Regions from separate parts of the Zea mays genome. Here regions 2 and 3 are each linked to region 1. A link is a contact called in public Hi-C data. All regions are on one chromosome and are shown on one strand. Each heading gives the region's core, a stretch centred on a gene start, on an enhancer-like site or on the middle of the called end of the contact. The rest is flanking DNA. Distances are from core to core; before and after follow the strand shown. Region 1 holds the start of LOC100191405. Region 2 has its middle 38 kb from the start of LOC100285049. Region 3 holds the start of LOC100285049 (homeobox-leucine zipper protein HAT7).

Region 1 (4,428 bases), core at 776-3,275:
GTAAACATCACTATGCAGACCCTTGATGAAGCGAGCTCAGCAGCCCATCACAGCGCAATTATACACAAAATTTCCAGATGGCCGTCTGTCCATCAAATTCCACACAGGTGGCTTGTCATCAGGAGTCCATGAGGTCAGCTCAATCATGCCCCCAACTGGTGTTCTTGGGCCACCAATGACAATAAGCCTCTCACCACATGCCCTGAATGCAAGGCCCCATCCATTCATGGACACAGACCGCTCAGGCAATTTACCAAGTGTGATCCACCCATTATTCTGCTTGTCATACTTCTTCACATCCTTCCCGCTGTAATCAGCAGCATACAGCTCATTCTTAACCACTGCAACAAGTGGGGGTGCACCGCTCACTCCATTAAGACCCCCAGACATGTTCTCAATCACCCTCCAAGTCTTGCTCTGCACATCGTACACTTCACCGCAGGTCAAGATCATGTTGTTGTTTGTCACACCACCAATGACACAAAACTTGCCATCTATGAACACCCCAGAGCAATTTTTACGTGCCTTATTCATGCTAGGGAGTGGTGTCCAAGTATGTGTCTCCGAGTTGTACAGCTCTGCTGAGCTGAGAATCCTGCCAAAAGAATCAGTGCCACCAGCAACATATGCCTTCTCCCCAACGCTTGCTGACCCAAATAGACACCGAGGAGAATTCATCACCTCACCTCGTGTCCAAGAGTTTGTCAGTATACTGTATCTGAAGACAATGTGTGCCATTCCAAACACAAGTAGCTCGGTGCCCACAGCCAAAGACTCCTTGTCTGAGCACATGAAGCACTCGTCAGGAGGCATCTTGGGCACCGAGATCCAACGCTTGCGGTAAGGGTCATAAGCATCCCACTCCAAAACATTACAGGAGAAGTACACCCAATGCTCCGCGATGTTATTCTGCCGTCGCAGCCTGTAGATCTCCCCTCCTCGCACAAGAGACCGGAAATCATGATTCAGCGATGCCACTGAGCCATATTCTGACCGGCACAGCCGGAGGAGGCAGTTGATGGACAGGTCCCGGCCAATTTGTCCTATGAGATCACCACCGCCACAGCTGAGCTCCCCACCGCCGGCCACCACGGTGCGACGGCGGCCAGGGGCATGAGCTTCACGAATATCTGGTGTGTGCGGTTGCGGCGACGGCGGCTTGCTGCGCTTGCCGCTGCCATCCACCTCGTCCATTTCCTGGACGAAATGGACCTCATCCTTGAAGCCTTCCCGCGCACGCCGCTTCCGGTCGGCGCCTTCGAGGAGGCCATCCGCCCACTGCAAGTCCACCTCGCATCCGCCCCGCGAAGCCCGTGGCGCGAGGCAGGAGTCCCCGTCTTGTAAGGCCATTTCCTCTCCCTCATCGTAGAGATCCATCCCCGCCGCGGGTTCTTGGAAGAACCGTACGCGGCAAGAACAAGCGGCCTGGACCCCCTCCCCTCTTCCTCCTCTCGGGATTTACACCACGCACCTTGCTCTAGCTCCGATCTACAGGCAGAAAACAAAAGAACAAGAGGTAAACGAATTGGGTGAGAAAACGCGAAGAAGGACAGGTCGAGAAGCTGAGATCTGATAAGCGCATCCACCAGTAGGCCCTCTGCCCTTCGGCAATCCAAGAACCCCCACCCCGAACCCTCCGAGAAATGAACCCTCAATCCGAACCCTGCGAGAAATAAATCCCACGTACCTAGGCAGATGAAGGCATCCGATCCAAGAACACCGAATCAACGACGAAAGGATGGCAGGAAGTGGCGGCGGCTGTTGTGTCCAGGAAGCAAAGAGAAAAGAAAGGGCAATCACATCAAACCCTTCCCATCAACTACCTCTTTCTCTTCTCTGTACAAAACTTCCTTCCCCGCTCTCTCAATCACTCTAATCTCTACCTGATTAGCCATAGATTATATAGAATGTGGATAGGAAGAGAGCTGTCTCGCCGTCCTCTTTCGACTGCGGGTGTACGTTCTTCCCCTGCTGTGCCGCCGCCGCCGCCGTAGCACGCTCTCTCCCCTCTGCAATGTGGTGTACACGCACCTAAAATGTGTACTTGGGATTCTTCTCTTTTACTTATTCTAATTCGTTTTCTCCTCTTCTTTTGTGCTGCTTTTATTTTGGTTCTGTTTTCTAACCGTGCTTTTCTTGTTCACCTTTCTTTTTATAAAGGTTTAGTGTGCATTCTGTTCCTCAGTCCTTGAAATAACTTACTTTTCCTTTTCTTCCCATTTTGGATACCTTTAAGCATAACACATTCTAAACTTTTTAAGTCACAATTAAGGTTTAATGTATGCAGCAAACATCACCCTCTAAAGTCCTAATATTATTATTGTCTATGACTTCAGCAGATCACGTAAAATAGGGAACGTGATACTGTAAATGACACTGACATTGTTTACATACTACCTGATTGGATACCTGCGTGTGTGCAACCGGCCTCACGCGAGCCTACTCCCGCAGATACGGAGGTTTCACGCATATCGGGGGATGTAGGGCAAAGGCCTCCCGCGAAGACGTGGTTGCACCTGTACATGCAGGTCTGGCCACTTGCATATGGGCAAACAAACACGCGCAGGAGCTTGGTCAACGCATGGCGGCGGCCAGGCTATCCAGATACGCGCAACCAAACACACGGATAATGAAGTTTGAAATAGGGAATGAGATAGGTGACAGGATAGAGGACCTGTCGGAGACAGCCTGAGCACCTTTCAAAGTTCCCAAAATACACTTGTAGTCTTGATATGATATTTTGGTAAGATTGAAAAATGAGTAAAATGCGGTCTTAATCCTAAACTTGTCTGGTTGTACCAACCCGATCCATAAACTTCTAAAGTATGTCCCTTGGGCTATCTCCTACAGCTTACTGATCCTCATACCTATATCCAAACTCCACTCTGCGAACATTGTAGTTTATAGTGCAAAACAGTATTTTAGATGACCATATGGGTAAACCAAGGGACATGGTCTTAAGGGTTTTTTCACTATCCGGGTCCCTATTACATCCTAACGGGTTGTTATGGCCCACATGTTAGGTGGTTTCTTTCCCCGCGTGGGCCTCCTGCCCTATCTCTGATATTGTCGAGGGAGGATTTAATTCGGGCTATCGAGGGAAGTTCGGGCGTCATCATTATTTGTTTTTGTCCACTTTACCTCCTACACCGACCTTCTGTCTTTGTAGCCTGTCCGTTGGTATTCTCTCTTGTCGTTGTGCAGGACCGTAGGTCATGAGTGAGACTTAGACCTAAGACTCATATAGCATGACTGGGACTTAGGCCTAGGACCCATAGGTCATGAGGGGGAGGACCGATAACGTTCGCGCTGCACCCCGTCGACCAGCGTAGTTAATGCTACGTACACGGGACTGACAATGTAATCAGTTTGAGAGGCGTGCAAGGCCCACTCGAGTGGGTTTTGTCTAGTTTGTCTGGCCATATCAACCTTCCTTCGCCTTGCCTGACCCCTTGGCTTGGCACAGGGAGTCACCCCGTGGGCATGACAGGTTCTTGATTGACCTACGACAAACGAACCCTGGTGCTTATTCGTCCACTGAGTCGTGGCCCTAAGGGGCTCGGGGATCCGGACCTCAACACCTCCTAACACATTTTTGCTGAACCCAAGGTTTTAGCAACTCTTATTTCAAGATGCTCGCCCATGTTCCTAAACTTAACTATCATATATCATATTATATGGTGCATTCTAATAACACACCTCCCCCTAAATATTTATATCCACCAACACTTCCTTGCCTCAAATAACATATACTCTCTATCTCCTATATATAATATAAAGGATGTTAGAGCATCTCTAATATAGGATGATAGAGCATCTCTAATATTTTTAAAAATAATTGGTGAGATTATATTTGTTGGTTTTCTCCAATGATTTGCAATATATGACTCCTAATAAGATAGTTTTGCTTGAGGAATCCCTCACTTTTATATTTTCTTTCTTTCTTGTATATTTGCATGGAACCCTATCATTTCTCCTTATCCTTGCACACATTCTGCCACCTCTAGATCGACATATTGGATAAGTGCATGTATCTTTTCTGGTCGATTGGTACAATTGTACCAAATACAAAAAATCGAGAGTTGAGATAATATGTTATTCAAGATTTCTTTGAGTACAATGCACTTCCGATCCTTAGACTTGTCTGGTTGTGTCAACCTGATCCATAAACTTTTAAAGTATGCCTCTTAAGGAATTATTCATTATTTGTGTTTCTATTAGATCCTAACGGATTGGAACAGACCTGGTAGAGGGTCTTTCCCTTCTTGTTCCTTGAACCAATGCCGAGAAGAGGAAGCTTGATCCACCGACATCGCTTAGAATGCCGATGATGTGGGCCTTGTAGATCTTTGGTGAGTGAGGGATAAAGCATGTGGAAGATATGCAGGGTGACTATGAGTGAGACAACTGAGAGCACCTAGAGGGGGT
Region 2 (4,428 bases), core at 641-3,140, 230 kb after region 1:
CCGCCATCCTCGCACATCCTGGCCAACCACGCTACTTAACCAAGTCACCATCGTGCCCTTTTTCAACCATTTGGTGAAAACAGATTATACAATATCATGCCCGCCCTCAAAATTTGTCTTAGTGATTAGAAAATGATAAATACCGAACTAAGTTTTCACAAAAAAAATATGAAATGTGGTGCTTTCTTATGTTGACAAGAACAAGTTCACTGCAAGAACACATACTACAATCACCAGACAAGGATAGAATAAACCACAACCACGATGAAACCCTAGCAGCACGCAAGTTTATGTTGTGAATCCTTCCATGGTGAAAAGCAAACAAAATTAACCAATCACCAAAGATCTTTATATAGCTTACATAAATAGTAATTTCACGGACCAAAGACAGAGCTACAGAGTACAAACTCTTCTACCAGCGAAGGCACAAGTTTCCAACATCGCTCTATGTCACCAATTCAAAATACAATCACGCATTCCACTCCAACTCTATCAACATGTGTCAGCTCATCAAGTTAGCTTAAAGATAGTACAATAATTTTCATGGGGGAAAAAAGTTCAAATCTCCTAAACTGCCTCCAACACAAGGATAGGGTCGCCCCTGAATGAACCACAATATAATTCAATATAAATCCAAATTGAAAGACAAATGGTCTCCAAGAGAGACACTTGACAACACTTACATGTGCTCCCCGATCAATGCCGCCCATCGCCATAATGTAAAATAGATTCAACCACTAAGACACTCACCTGTCATCGGAGCAACCTCTGTTGCCCTGGATTACAACGACATCGTCATCAGGAGAGGCCTTGTCCAGTTGCTTGCCTCTAAAGTGGAAGAATGCAGAGGAGAGGAGCCTGGGCATGACAGAGCAGACGAACCAGAGACTCCGGGTCTCGAGGCCGGGCGACACCCAGATGAAGCGAAGGCGGGTGTGGAGGTCAAGGAAGAGCAGCCCCGTTCAGCGCGGGTGCCAGGACTAGTCGATGACGAGGCCGATCATGATAGTGGCCTAGATCGACACCACACAGAGTAGCACGTCGACGACTATATTCTCCGCCACCACGAGGTGCTGCAGCAACGCCACTGCCTCCTCGCACCAACCTGCCATTCCTGCGCTAGGGCTTGAACCTTCTGTCCCTGCCCGTTCCTCTCCAACCCCTTATGTGTTTTTTCCTTTTTCTTCCTTGGCGAAATGGAGGGATGGGAAGGCTAGAGACGAGTGAGGGATGAGGGGATGATCCGAGAAACACTCGCAGTTGGATGCGATTGATTAAGAGAGATAAAATAAATGAAGCGATCTCGATCGTTGGTTTTAATGGTGAGATTTGGCTAGGAGTTATTTGTTGTATGTATTTAGTGATATTTTAACTGGTAGATTATATAGGGGTATAATGTAAGGACAAACGACAATGAGCTGATTTTACGCCATTTTTGTTCTTGACACCCCCCACACACTCTCACAAACACAGCCCACGACTATGTACTAGCAAACAGACCCTTAGTAATTTTAGCACTTTATTTTTTTTGTATATTTAAATGGATGACGATAAATCTAGACATATTTATCAAATATTGTATAAATTCATCAACACACTAAAATGAATACTCTCTCTGTCCTAAAGTAAAATTTGTTTTAGAAATTTATTAGATCCACACAATAATTGATGTATGTGTTTTATATGTGTTTAAATTTATCTTTATCTATTTGAATGTAGATATAAAAATTAAGAGCTAAAATGACTAGTATTTTGGAGAAGGAGGAAGAACATAGGGAGTAAAATAAAGTAGCTTCAAGTTATGGGGCCATTTGGTTTCAGCTCAGGCAATACTCAACACCCGAAGGCCTAGCGCTGCGTCAGTCAGATAGTTAGATTGTTGTATGGGCTGCCTAGAGAGCTCCAACTAACCAGGCTCATAAAGTAGACGGGCCTGTGGGCTGAGGAAGACTGCGTACGAAGAGATGTTGAAGAAAGCATCGGCTAATTCTACGCGTTTTTAACATCTGAGCGAAGCTTTCATTCCCTCGCTGTTGGAACAGTTTCAATTGGGTCAATCCAGTCGGAGCTGAAGGTGACATGTTTTTTTAGGAAAGATGACATGTAGGAATAGGATTCGGTCAATGCCTGTGAGGTAAACGCAGAAAGCGACTTCTAGCGAACTAGTATTTTGAACTTTCGCATAAAATGCAGCCGGCAAGGATCATGACTTTAGCAACTTCCGGACCCTTGGGGTCTTTGGATGTTTGTGCAGTTTGTTTGGCCTCTTTGGATCTATCATAATTAAACAATAATATAACAGGTCAAACCAAACCATTTCTACTTTTATTTAGAGATCTAGTCTCCCTATTCAAAATAATTAATATGCCACTCTACTTTGGACATGTTTGGATCTAATCTTGCCAATATTGTTAGTAGCTGTTCGATTCGAATTAAAGCCTACTCTGCTGTAACTGTAATGCATAGAGATAAAAATATTGTAGAAGCTGTAGAAGCCGGTACGGATTAAAACCAAACAAATAGGCTGTAAAACTAACATTATTAACAAATAGGAAAAAATAAATATTTCTCACTATTTGGAGGTGTGTGGCAAATAATTTGCCATGTCAGTGACACATATTAAATGACTGCTACAGTAACTGAAAAAAATATATATTGCCCTTAGCAAATAGAGAGGCGAATCTAAATTCATTAGTTGGTGAAGATGTGCTAATGGTTCATATACGTGAATCAAACAACACTTTGCTAATAATTATTTACATACTAGCTAACTAAATATTAGCACTAGTGAATTTAAAAGCAACTATAACAAAGTGGTCTAGTCGGGCTGCAAGAAATGTTATATCAGATTTATCGTGACACCAAAGAAAAAGAAATAAAAAAGTTAAGAAAAATGGTCTACTTATCAGTAGTCAGCTGAAAATAGTCTACCCGCGGACACAAAGACACTCTGTAAAAGAAAGAAGTGATCCACAAATTTTGTCTTGTAGTGCTGCAGACACCGGGTTTGACACCAATGTGTACATATTTTTCTACGACAAATTTTGAACCCTGGATATGTAAAATATTTTGAGACCGAACTTTCACAATAGCATTGTATATATCTATCATGAAATACCTTGGCTTCAAACAATAGCCGCCTGCCCTGGCTTTCTTTTATGAAAAATTTTCTTATGTGCTATCAGAATTTATACTCATTTCTTGTATATCATTGAGTGTGATATCAGTAGCTGTGCTGTTCATTGCGCGCCGTCTTAGCCGTCGAACGGGTTTTATGCGGCTGAGGCTTCCGACGCATTGAGCAAGAGGAGGTGGCCGTGTGGTGCTTGGTGCCCAATGACTGATGATAAAAACAACGACTTTGACGTGTTATGGGTCCAATTTTGCTCCTAGCTTTATTATAAGAAATTTGTAATGACTCCATTTTCTCCTATATCTCTTTTTTATATTTTAAATAATAGATTAAGGAAAGCTATTATATATAAGATATTTAATTGTATGATAAATATATATGTACAAAAAAATTAGAGATAAAATATATATCTAGTATTAACACTTTTAGAATATGGTGTTGGAGAGAAATGATATATAGAGGAGTGATTTTTTAAAAAAAATATGAATAGGAGAAATATAAAGTAGAGGTATAGAGAATGCGGTAGGGGCTGACGAAGACAAAAGAGAGGACCCCACTATTATTTTGCCATGACCAAGTCATTAGCCGCAACCGCAACGTTACATAACCTTGCTATATGCGGCATGTCAATTAACCTTGTGTTGTCCTCTGATGTCTTTTTTCTACTTTCTTTAAAAAATGCGTTGACTTCAACGCGTCATATCTAGACAGACGACCGGGCTCCGTACTGCAGGCACCAACTCTACTCCTCCATGGCTCGACCAGGGTTTACAAAATCGACCGGATTTGGCGGCAAACCGGTCGGTTTACCGAAACCGTTGGGGCGCGGTTTCGGTTAACCACCGGTTTTTTTTCAAAATCCGCCCCAAATTCAAAAAATTTGAAAAATTTCATAAAAAACGAAAACCTCCGGTAAATCTTTTTGGACCGGTAAACCGCCATTTTGGACGAGTAAAACCACCGTTTTTTGTTGGGAAAGCGGATTTAATGCCAAGATTGAGTTGTAGTTTAGACATTTAGTGGTCAGTTTAGGCATATTAGTCTTGTTTACTGTTATGTGCTATGTGAAGATGATTTATTGTTAGATGCTATTTTTGCCAAGTTTAAGTGTTATATATGAAGATGTTATATGCTATATGTGAAGATGCTATATGCTATATGTGAAGATGAGTTAGTATTGTTATATATGTGATGGCTTATGGTTTATGTATTAGTTATTGGTAAATGTGCCATGGTTTAGTTATTGTTAAATGTGAATGTCCAATAGTTTATGGTTTAGTTATTGTTTCAAGATT
Region 3 (4,428 bases), core at 963-3,462, 200 kb after region 1:
CATGCAAGCTAGATTGTGTTGGACAAGTAATGGTCAACTACTAAATCAGTAGTTTCTTTAATACATCATGCATTATCTAATTTTTATTTTTTCTTATTAAATTGTATGTTGCTGCTGCTCAAGGATTTGAAGCATGAGAAGCGTTGTGGGAGAGAAGCTTCAGTGCAACATTGTTGTTCTATAGGGATCAACGTCCTCAAGGTCACTTGGAAAACTTTCACGAAAAACTCGTAATGCAAGCATATGTTTTATTGGAAAAGTTTTCTAAGCTGAATTTCTGAAAGCCTCCTCACTCCTTTAGTTATGCTGAATTGGAATTTGCAACTAGAGGTTTCTCACAAGTAAATTTCTTAGCTAAAGGTGGATTTTGGTCATTTCATCGACATGTCATTTCTAATGGTGGTGGTGTTTGTTAGCTACAAAATCATCAATCAAAGATTGTAATTATATTGTATCACTGTTTTGTATCAATTTTTAAGCTGCCGTAGCAACGCACGGGCACCCTACTAGTATATATATATATATATATATATTGTTTGAAAATTTGAAAAAGGTGGAAAACAACCACTGGCGGCTAAATAAAGAAAACCGCTAGTGGAAAGTGTCGATTTTCGCTGGCGGTTCTAAATAAGCGCCAGTAAAAATGTTGATTTTCACTAATCCTAGCATCGACGGTACTAAAAAAATGTTAGTGCAAATAGCTATAGAACCCTCGCTGCATAAGGTTATGTGTACTAGTGCGTTAGGAGCCAATGCATGTAACTAGCTACATGTCTAGCAGCTCCTAATATAAAAAACAACTTGTACGTACGGCGTACGTGATGGCATGGGCGCCAATTAAGTGATGGAGCTAGGAGCGCTCAGCTGGAATAAATAATAAACAACGTGGAAGGTTCTCCGACGGCTTGCCTAGCTCTCCCCTCACATGGCGGCCAGCAACTTTCGAGCGCCCATCCGCATGGCGCATACACAAGAATATTGCAACCACCGGAACGCTCTCGCCAACTGAAGCACATGCAAGAATCTGCGGCCACGCCTTTGGAAGGATCATGCATGCATGCATGCCGCCTTATTTTAAATAATTAATCAACCGGCCGCGTACGTCTTTATTCTAGCTTAATTAATGTACTATTTCCGATCCAGATTATATTAGTCTCTACTACCAAAAAGGTCGTAGTAGTAGAAGTAGAAAGCTGGTTTATAGTAGTTTGTTGGGTTCCCGATCGAGGCGGATTGGGAGAATGATGATGATCGAATGAGCTTTTGGGATCCGTGTCCTATGATTACAACATCGATCGTACGTCGTCCCTTCAACGCTTGCGCGGTAAAATAATCGTGTGTGTCTGCCTTTTGCACGAGAGTGCACCGGATTTACGTGCTCTGTCAGAGAATAATGAGCCGCTGGACCACTAGTGTATTTATATGCGTACACTGCACACAAACATATATATATGTGGGGCCGCGTTGTGTGTTAGCAGGTAGTAGTAAGTACAAGCTAGCTAGGATGAATTACCGTGGCATGCATGGAAACCGCGTGTGAGAGGTCAACTGTACGTGACATGACAAGCCACAACAACAGTGTGTGGTCGTGGTACAATACAACGGCAGTGGTCCGTGTGGTTGGTACAGGAGCAGAGACACGCGTTTGCAAACGCTGCGTGCGTTGCGCTGGGCTGGGTACCCACCGTTATTTGCGTACGTGCACGTCAGGCAAATTAAGGATGCAGGAGCTTAAAATATGTTTGGTTTGAAATCAAAGTAGGAGGAGCATTTAGGTACCTTTGCTCAACACAACAATTAGCTAGTAATAATAAGTAAGTCATCGTTTATCACTCTTCAAAATACATTAGAAGCCAAACGTACGTACGACGTCAGCTAGCCGCGCGTGTTTTTTTTTTACAATTTCACGGGCGGGCTAAACGACCGTCAGTTTTGTTCCTTTCACTTCATTCTCTAGTGTTTTTCTTCCGGGTCCACAAAACATCCGCCATGCATGTTTATTAAATATGTTTATTACATTTGTTTATTATACATAATGTTGTTATATTTGCATCAGCTCGCATCTTGCATTGCAGGTTCCAGCTCGGCATCTCTGGCACAGAGACGCGCCCTCAACCAACACCCCCTCTCTAGCTCTCTGAATCTGTGCTTCTGTTGGGAAGGAAGGAAGGTTGATATACTCCCCAGCTCCCCCATGCTCCTCTCGCTCCTGTGATGAAGCCAATGGCCACCAATGGCATGGCCCCTTCCTTCTACCCGGCCAACTTCCTCCTCCAAATGCAGCAAGCCCTGCCTCACCACTACCAGCAGCAGGAGCAGCACCATGAAGGCCACGACGACGAGGACCACGAGGCGGCGCACCATCTCCTGGCTCCCCCTCCCGCGGCCCTCGTCAGCCCTTTCCTCCACGACTTCGGCGGCGCCATGGCGGCCGCGCCGCCGCCGCCAATGCTGGCCGGCGGCTTCGGCGGCAAGCGCATGTATCCAGACGTCGGCGGGATGGCCGGCGACGACAGCCACCACCTGCACGCGGAGCCCCAGCAGCAGCAGGAGCAGCAGGCGTCGGACGACGAGGAGGAGGGGTCCGCCGCGGTGGGCGGCGGCGAGCGGAAGCGGCGGCTGAGCGTGGACCAGGTGCGCACCCTGGAGCGCAGCTTCGAGGTGGCCAACAAGCTGGAGCCCGAGCGCAAGGCGCAGCTGGCCCGCGCGCTGGGGCTGCAGCCCCGCCAGGTGGCCATCTGGTTCCAGAACCGCCGCGCCAGGTGGAAGACCAAGCAGCTGGAGAAGGACTACGACGCGCTGCGCCGCCAGCTCGACGCCGCCCGCGCCGAGAACGACGCCCTCCTCTCCCACAACAAGAAGCTACAGGCAGAGGTAAGAACCAATACTGCCATCTAAATGCACGCATCTGGATCTCGTATGTAGAATTCGAGATCTACTGGCTAGTAGCGTTCCTTCTTCTTCTTCTGACTCTCACATCTCTTGATGATCAGCCGGCCGTGACAGTGTCAGCTGCAATTAGTATTATTCTATTCTATATAGAGTATATATGATGTTCTTGATTGGAATGGATCTCTTTGTCATTTGTTCGTTCTTGGCTATCGTCAGAACTCATGCATGCATGATTAGGGATGGATGTTTGGTGTAGATACAGATCTACTAATATACTACCATAGCATGCATAGAAAAGCTAGAGATAGATAGATAGATAGATAGATAGATAGATAGATAGATAGGAATAGGATCCATGTGGTGGGTTTCATTCAGGAGCGTCGTCTGCAGAAAGTGGTGCGCGTGTCGGGATCGGTGCCGGCCATATGAACGCCTGCGCCTGCTGTCGGCCACCCATACATGCATGCATTCCTTTGTGATGTGGTGCATGCAGCATGATTAGCCACTCGATCCATCTACCAATCACGTACCGTACGTCTGTCTTTGTGAACCCCACACCCCGGCCCATGCATTCTGCAGTCCGTGTCGTCATGTGATGTGCGTGAGCTGGTGCTTCGCATGCAGATCATGGCGCTCAAGGGAGGCGGAGGCGGCGGAGGGAGGCAGGAGGCGGCGTCGGAGCTCATCAACCTCAACGTCAGAGAGACGGAGGCGTCCTGCAGCGAGAATAACAGCTCCGAGATCAACGGCCTCGACGTCTCCAGGCCTGATCCGGCCGCCGGCGAGAGCCCCGCCATGAACAGCTACCGCGGCGGCCTCCCGTTCTACGCCTCCGCTGCCGCCCGCGCCGACATCCACCACCAGCTCCTGCACAGCGGCGGCCAGCCGTCCCCAGCCGCGGCGGCGCCGCCTAAGATGGAGCTCGCCCCCGGCAGTCCTCCCGCCACGGCCGGTGGCGGCGGAGGCACCTTTGGCAGCCTGCTGTGCGGCGCCGCTGTCGACGAGCCGCCGCCGTTCTGGTCGTGGGCCGACGGACACCACACCTGCTTCCAGTGAACAAGTCAAATACGTACGATTCTTCCCATTCGTCATACACGGTGAGCCACGGATCCAACAGCACGTCGTCGGCCGCCGCCGACGTATATGTTGTGGGCAATGCAAATGCCTCGTACGTGTTGAACAAATTGATCAAAGAAGCAGCTCGGATATGCGAGGTGATCCATTGGATGAGATGTTCCAATTTGAGTTCGATCGAGATTAGGATCATGCACGGAGTGAATCATATATACGAGTATAGCTAGATTTTGGAGTTGAGTAGTATGTTTTTCTTCTTCTTTCTATTATTACTTAATTATTTCTCCCATCTCTCTTTATTTATCACTGTTTTCCTGTTTAATTAATATCATATATAGGTGAATACATTTGTGAGGCAGTGGTGATGTTATATATTATGCATATAGGATTATGGTACCTTGTCATTCGCCCTTGAATCCTGCAAATTCTTTCTTCTTTTCTTCCTTTTTACTTGCATCGTGT

What was found. Hi-C and Micro-C count contacts between places; a contact is called where the count stands out from the background.
Region 2: a Hi-C map of leaf shows a contact between it and region 1, with 4 times the contacts expected there. The contact joins the enhancer-like site here to the promoter of LOC100191405 in region 1. A contact is called at or near these places in 3 of 25 Hi-C or Micro-C datasets (bundle sheath, ear and leaf).
Region 3: a Hi-C map of bundle sheath shows a contact between it and region 1, with 2.7 times the contacts expected there. The contact joins the promoter of LOC100285049 here to the promoter of LOC100191405 in region 1. A contact is called at or near these places in 2 of 25 Hi-C or Micro-C datasets (bundle sheath and endosperm).

What each region holds. Positions count from the first base shown.
Region 1 is chr1:249,022,213-249,026,640 of Zm-B73-REFERENCE-NAM-5.0, reverse strand. It overlaps LOC100191405, which reads right to left and starts at 2,025. Exons shown (of 2, transcript NM_001350330.1): 1 at 1,688-2,025; 2 at 1-1,488. The coding sequence starts at 1,377. The coding sequence ends at 37.
Region 2 is chr1:248,789,078-248,793,505 of Zm-B73-REFERENCE-NAM-5.0, reverse strand. No RefSeq gene overlaps it. Among protein-coding and RNA genes, the nearest start is that of LOC100285049, 38 kb to the left of the region's middle. Within about 2 kb of position 1,890, at least 17 of the 20 cell types and tissues checked have an H3K27ac peak or open chromatin away from gene starts, as enhancers often do. A contact at or near this core is called in bundle sheath, ear and leaf, where this site is marked.
Region 3 is chr1:248,827,272-248,831,699 of Zm-B73-REFERENCE-NAM-5.0, reverse strand. LOC100285049 (homeobox-leucine zipper protein HAT7) reads left to right here and starts at 2,212. Exons shown (of 2, transcript NM_001157944.2): 1 at 2,212-2,874; 2 at 3,517-4,219. The coding sequence starts at 2,215. The coding sequence ends at 3,948.